Linked DNA regions of Sus scrofa: region 1 is linked to region 2. The links are chromatin contacts, called in public Hi-C maps. All regions are on one chromosome and are shown on one strand. Each heading gives the region's core, a stretch centred on a gene start, on an enhancer-like site or on the middle of the called end of the contact. The rest is flanking DNA. Distances are from core to core; before and after follow the strand shown. Region 1 has its middle 49 kb from the start of C17H8orf4. Region 2 holds the start of C17H8orf4 (protein C8orf4 homolog).

Region 1 (3,410 bases), core at 511-3,010, 49 kb after region 2:
CTGGAGGCAGGCAGGATTCCCAGAACCCAAGAGAGAAAGGACCAGGTGAGCCAGGGGGTAAGAGAAAAAAAAAAAAATGTCCCAGACGAAAAGGGATGGAGAATACATATCAGGAGCTGGTATGATAACTACATCCATGCGCTGAAGACAGGCTAGCGGTAGTTGAACTCAACATAACACCATCCACCCCCTAATTACAGCAGTCACTATGTAATTCCTCTAAAGAGTATCTTCAGTCTGGTGAAGCTGTATTTACTCCCCTAGTCGCAGACATTTATAAATACTGCCTAAGAAACCAAAAACAAAACTAACCATCACCACCGCCAACCTCTGCCCCACCCCCACCCCCACAAATAAAACCTTTCCCTTGGATCAGTTAAACCAACACACTAATCACAGAGAGCATGTAATGTCTTCATGTATTTATAGAACTAACCTAGTCACTCAAAATGAGTCAGTCTGAGATCTCATGAGTAACACGCTTATGCAGAAAATCCACAAAAACATTTTGACCTCCGAGCCGAAGTACCCCCTTCTGGTTTCTAAAACATAGTCTGGTTATCCTGATTCAATGTGAGTCTGATTCAATTTCTAGCGATTTTGCTCTTTTAATAAGAACCCCCAAAGTTAGATATTTATGGCTTATACTCATTTGACGTCCATAGCCCAAGTATTTATCAAAGACTGAATAGAAACATCTTTGTTCATAGACCAGGGAAACCAATTACCATGGAAAGGAGCTGAGAACCCATCTAATCCAACCCTCTGAGTCCACAGAATGAAGAAATAGAAGGAAAGAGCGGTTCATTATCTTTAGTCTCAAGTCGTGCAGTGGGAGAAATGGGATTAAATTCAGATCTCCTGAATCCCAGGCCAGAATATTTTCCCTTAAATCACAGGGTGTAGAACAAGACACATGAAATACTAAACAACATGCAGAGTTTACACGTATGCATAGAGGGAAAGACATACATTTACTGCTAAATCATGAATTCAGGTGTTGCTTCTGGCATGAAAATAAAAGCCTAAAATTTAGTAGAATATTTTTGTTAGATACGCTCTCAACATATTTCTTTAGAACAGTATATTCCACCATGTACATTATTTATATATACAGACATGCAATCATATATAAAATACATAAATATATATCATATATATATATATATTGCAATTTTTTGGATTGAAAAAGGCAAAAATTGAATACAAGTGTTCCTAGGTGCTTCATGCCTGCCCTCAGCATCTCTGGAACCAAGGGAATCTTTCTTTCTTGTGACTGAGTTGGAAAGGGCGCCCCCTTGTGTTCCTTTAGTGTCAGATCCTTCAGATTCTTCTGCCTTACAAACTGCCCCGCTTTAAAAATTCCCTCTGTTCCTGCTCAGGGAAGAAATTGGAGTCTGAACCATAAACGAGCCCTCCTGTCACTCCCATCTGCGAGCTGCAGGTACCAAGGATAAATCAAACCGTATGTCTGGATAGTGAGATTTCATATTTATTCCTGACTTTGTTGGCTGCATTCACCATGGTGATTCATCACCTCCCAGTCTGGACATTTTTGTACATTTGTAATTTAAGAAAAGGATTACAGAGAAAAAAGAGAAAACAGAAGAGTACTTTCTTTGATACACAAATGTATTGTTACTCAAATGTGTTGTTAGTTAATAGTTAATTGGTTTTCCAGGAATGGAACCAGGCCAAGCTTACTTTATTCCTTGTGGGTCTTTAGCAACATATTTGCTAGCTTAGTTAATGCATTAACTGTGGGACTTCAAGGCTCCTTCAAGGAGATAGAACTCCAAGCCTCTGGCCAAGACTAGAATGACCAGACCCTTATCATTGCCCCACTTATCTCCTTGTTTCGCTCCTTCCCCACCTTGAGCAACCTGGCCTGCTCCTTCCTGCCCTTACTAGGAAAGGTACGTGGCCCACTCCTTACCCCACCCCTATGGGATAAGGGGCCTTATATGCCCAAACCAGCAAGTGTATCTTAGGATCCATCTTTTCCCAGCCAATCAGCAGGTCAGCAGGTGTATCACAAGACCTCTCCTGTCCCTGGGCTCTCAAAACAGACACAACCACACACTTTGGGTCTGCTCCCCCTGATCATCAGGAATCATCCTGCTGCACTGGCAGCATCTCTTATCTCAATAAACTCTTCTCTCTCTTCACTTGGCTATGCTGGGAAATTCTTTTTCCATTCCTGTGGGCATGGACCACAACATTAATCCAGGCAACGAATCCTCTTGAAGTCTCTAATTTTCACAAAGCCACCTGGGAGTAGTGTGCCCTCACAAAAAAGAAGAAACTACACCTGTCCTCAAGGAACTTGCCATATATTAAAAGATAAAGGTCTGATCACAAGTCAAATAAGACAACTTTCATAAAGTGACCTGTGGAATGCCATTGGAGTTCAGAGGAGAACTCCGGCTTAGGCTCTGAAGCTCAGGGAAGCCTTTGTCCAGAAAGTAGAGACCCAGACCTGGAATTAGGATGAGGCTTGGAGTTGGGGAAAGGAACCCATGGACAAGAAAAAGGTGGGACTACAAATAGAATCCAATCTGGATGTGTTGGACTAAGACCATGTACAGAGGAGCCACTGTTGGACTTAGAGTCTTTGCAAGGAGCCTGGGATGGGGCAGCAGAAGCCCTCCTAGAGCTCAGCCTCCTGAGTGAACAGGCACCAAACATATGACCTTGGTTGTATTCCCAGCATCAGGCTCTTCTAACAGTACCAGGAAAAAGAAGGGACAGGGACAGGATGGTGATTCACAGACACAAAGACTGGAATGCTCCACGGTGACATTTTGAATCAAGAGCCTAATAGCTTATCTATTAATCTTTCTGCTCCTAGTTCTGCCTGGATGTTCCTTTTTTCAAGTGACATTTCCAAACTACATGCAAAGATCAGTTGTCTGCGTTAAGGAAACAGAACTGTGGAACGGATCATCCAATTGTCCTTTCCTTTAGTCTTTGGAATGTGTTATAATGGGAATTTGAAGAAGAGGATTCATTCTTCCCGATTCTTTTTTTTTTTTTTTTTCCAGACCCATATGAAAACTACTGTGCTCTCCTTTATAAATACATTGGACTCTCTGGTACTAAAGATTTTCATGAACAACGTTGAGGGGGAATGATCCACTCTTGCGAATGGACATCATTTCCCTCCTGCTACACGCCTCTAATTACATTATTTTACATCAATAGAATGGAGCATTTCTAGCTGAACACCAGGACAAGAAAGGTCATCTCCCAATCTCTGGCATGAGTCCATCTGAATCCCTGTTGAAACTCAAGTTGAATATCTCAAGTTGCCTTGAGATGGCATCCTTGGATAATCTCTTAAACATTTTATTTCTTCATTCCTCTATGACGGTATTTTATTTTCCTGATTATCCATATTTAATGCGTTT
Region 2 (3,231 bases), core at 62-2,561:
CCTTGCTCAGTGGGTTAAGGATCCGGCATTGCCAAGAGCTGTGGTGTAGGTCACAGATTCAGCTTGGATCCCGCGTTGCTGTGGCTCTGGCGTAGGCCGGTGGCTACAGCTCTGATTAGACCCCTAGCCTGGGAACCTCCATATGCCACAGGAGTGGCCCAAGAGATGGCAAAAAGACAAAAAATAAAAATTGCCCTTTACTAAATACTGATGGAAAAATGAGTCCAATGAATACATGAGTGAACGAATGAAGGTATGAGAAGAGTCTCAAACTTGGTTTTCAAGTGAGGTACTTTCACCACATTTTTTCAGATTTTTCTAGATAACTAGATGAGAGGAAAACAAAGGCCGGCCCTGTCTCTGAGCATCCTAGGACCCAGCAGCAGGTCCCCAAAGAGAAATCACTGGGTACTGGGATACTGACACTTAACATGTAATGTTCCATTCATGAGTGAGGACAGTGACTGGCTGAATATCGTGAATGTGGAAAGAAGTGATTTATTTATTTTTATTTTTATTTTTTATCCAACATTTTGTTGGAGTGTAGTTGCTTTACAAGGCTGTATTAATTTCTGCTGTGCAGCAAAGGGCTTCTGTCATACATATACACACATCCACTCTTTTTCAGATTCTTTCCCCATATAGGTTATCACAGAATATTGAGTTGAGTTTCCTGTTGGGAAGAACCCATTTAAATTCTTCCAAAGAAGGTATTGCTCTGACTATGTCTGGGTGCTGCCAAAATAAACATTAAAGGAATATGTCAACTCATTCCTTTGGGTGCTAGGTACATAAAGCGCCTTTGAAGTTGTCCTCCCTAATTTTTTTTTTTTTTGATACTGTTGTTGATGTGTACTTAAACCTAAGGAGATGTTGGCTGTCATGACTATTACTTTTATGAAATTCCAATTTAATTCAGTTATTACAGATTAGCTCTTGTCTGCAGCTGGCTCTGAACTGTCATGGACTCAGGCTGTGTCCTGTCTGTGTTTTGAACAGACTCCCATTTGGAATCGGTGTCCTGGATTGTTAAGCTTCTCTTCATAGCCCGGGAATCGCCCTGTGGAGCAATGTCTAAAGGGGACGGTGTGGGCTGCCAAATGTTTGAACTGTCCTCTAGCAACTTCTCTAGAAATTAAGGCTGCTAGCAGAACTTTTTGTTTGGGTCCTGTTTGGAAAGATTTTGAGGGTGTTAGCCACACTGTTTGTCTCTTATCTTGGCGGTGGTTGTCCTGGTTTCAGCTTTTTTTTTTTTTTTTTTTTTTTTTCCCCTATAGAAGGGCCCAAGTCTGTTTAATGCTCTTGCCACCGACTAGGGAGAAAGAAATCCCCCCCACCCCTACTCCCACCCCCGTTCAACCCCATCCCTGAGCACAGCTGTTAGGAACCCTTTGCAGGGGATGGAGATTTTGGCAACTCAACTGTTAAACCGGTCTCTGATCACTCAGCCTCCAGATCACTCTGATGTCACCACTGTAATCTGAGCCCTGAGCTTTGTTCACCCTTTAAATAGCCGACCCGGGACCGATTTCGCTACAGACTCTCTGGAGAGCCTTGGAGCAGAATTCCCGAAGATTCCCACATCATCGATGAAAGCAAAGCCAAGCCACCCAGCCGTCAGCATGTCCACCTCGCTGCGCGTGAGCCCGTCCATCCGCGGCTACCACTTCGACACGGCCTCCCGCAAGAAAGCCGTGGGCAACATCTTTGAAAACATAGACCAAGAAGCGCTCCAGAGGCTCTTCAAAAACTCGGGGGACAAGAAAGCAGAGGAGAGAGCGAAGATCATTTTCGCCATCGATCAGGATCTGGAGGAGAAAACGCGAGCCCTGATGGCCCTGAAGAAGAGGACGAAAGACAAGCTCTTCCAGTTTCTGAAACTGGAGAAATATTCCATCAAAGTTCACTGAGGACCAGGAGATGGATAAGGACCTTATCCAAGAACGGACGTTTAAAGAGCACCTGAGTCCGCGAGACCCTAATACACACACAGCATCTCGCGGTTGCTGCCTTGCAAGTTTCTCTTGCACCAGGACCTGAGGACTCTGAGGCAGGAAAGGAGCAGATGAACTGGTTACAAAGACTCCGATCAACTTCACGTCTGTGCTGTGATAGCCGCTGTGACAGCGGAGACAGAAATGCTTGCAGCCGGCACTGGAAAATTCTCCCCCGGGGAAAGGACTGATGCTCACGTTGGGAGAAAAGTCTGGACAGATGTAATTGTAATGAGAATTCAATATAACAGAAGGCTGGAGAAGAATTGCAGCCAGGGTCTTAGAGTCAGACCCTAGGACTTAAACTCAACCGGAACTTTTTTTTTTTTTTTTTTTTTTTCCTTTAAGCAAACTGGGTGGTGGGAGGGAGATGGGAGAGAACGCACAGGAGAGAGACTTTCACATGGCAATGGCTTACCGACTTTTTTATTTGAATGTTCAAAATATTGCCAAGCTTCAGTGTTGTCTATGGGTCGTTTTTTTAAGAGATCAGTGATTGATCATTTATTTGCATTTATTACAATGCCTTAAAAGTGCACCGCAGGGGTGGAGGTACAAATTTAAGGAACTGTGGTGTTTTCAGCAGCTCCGTGAAACCGTACGCCACCTTCTGGTTATTAAGGGTTTTTTATGCATTTCACATCGGTTGCACAAGTTAAATGATGGGGTCCTTCATAAATCCAAAATACTGTGAATGAACTTTACAGTTTTTTTTTAAATCTTCTAACTAATGCTAAAATATAACCTAAATTTCTCTTAGCTACTGCAGTAAGCATTAGGAAGTGAATATGATACACTTAATAGTTTATAAATATGCTACGGTTTCTATAATTTATTATACATGACAAATGATATGCAACCTTAATAAATTATTATAAACGTAGCTGTTCTTGGTGTGTGATGATTGATCTCAAAGGAAAAATAAGGTGGTAATTTTTATTCTTATAAACTTTTCTAAGGATTTTACTCTAGGAATATAAGGTACTTTTGAAGTAACTTTAGATCAATTGTCATACTTATTCAAAGCAAATTCTTACATAAAGTATATAGAGAGTTTCTCTGCCCTAACTTTAAAATATAAGATACCAACATAGAAATTCATGGGTTGACATCAGTATAGTTGTTTATGTGTCCACGGAGGGTGAGTTTTAAAAGGCTTTTCTCTCCATATTTTTGAAAATTTTCCTCTCTGGCTATAGTAGCTGTGTACATTTATTTCTCCCAAAACAATATACTT

Evidence for each region. A called contact is a pair of places that touch in the nucleus more often than the background predicts.
Region 1: a Hi-C map of retroperitoneal adipose tissue shows a contact between it and region 2, with 3 times the contacts expected there. The contact joins the enhancer-like site here to the promoter of C17H8orf4 in region 2. A contact is called at or near these places in 1 of 5 promoter capture datasets (liver), 22 of 47 Hi-C or Micro-C datasets (adipocytes, alveolar macrophages, embryonic fibroblasts and 12 more) and 1 of 2 datasets of contacts at active chromatin or transcription factors (skeletal muscle).

What each region holds. Positions count from the first base shown.
Region 1 is chr17:9,488,866-9,492,275 of Sscrofa11.1, forward strand. No RefSeq gene overlaps it. Among named protein-coding and RNA genes, the nearest start is that of C17H8orf4, 49 kb to the left of the region's middle. Within about 2 kb of position 1,761, at least 13 of the 83 cell types and tissues checked have an H3K27ac peak or open chromatin away from gene starts, as enhancers often do. A contact at or near this core is called in omental adipose tissue and retroperitoneal adipose tissue, where this site is marked.
Region 2 is chr17:9,440,177-9,443,407 of Sscrofa11.1, forward strand. It overlaps C17H8orf4 (protein C8orf4 homolog), which reads left to right and starts at 1,312. Exons shown (of 1, transcript XM_003360552.4): 1 at 1,312-2,877. The coding sequence starts at 1,590. The coding sequence ends at 1,910.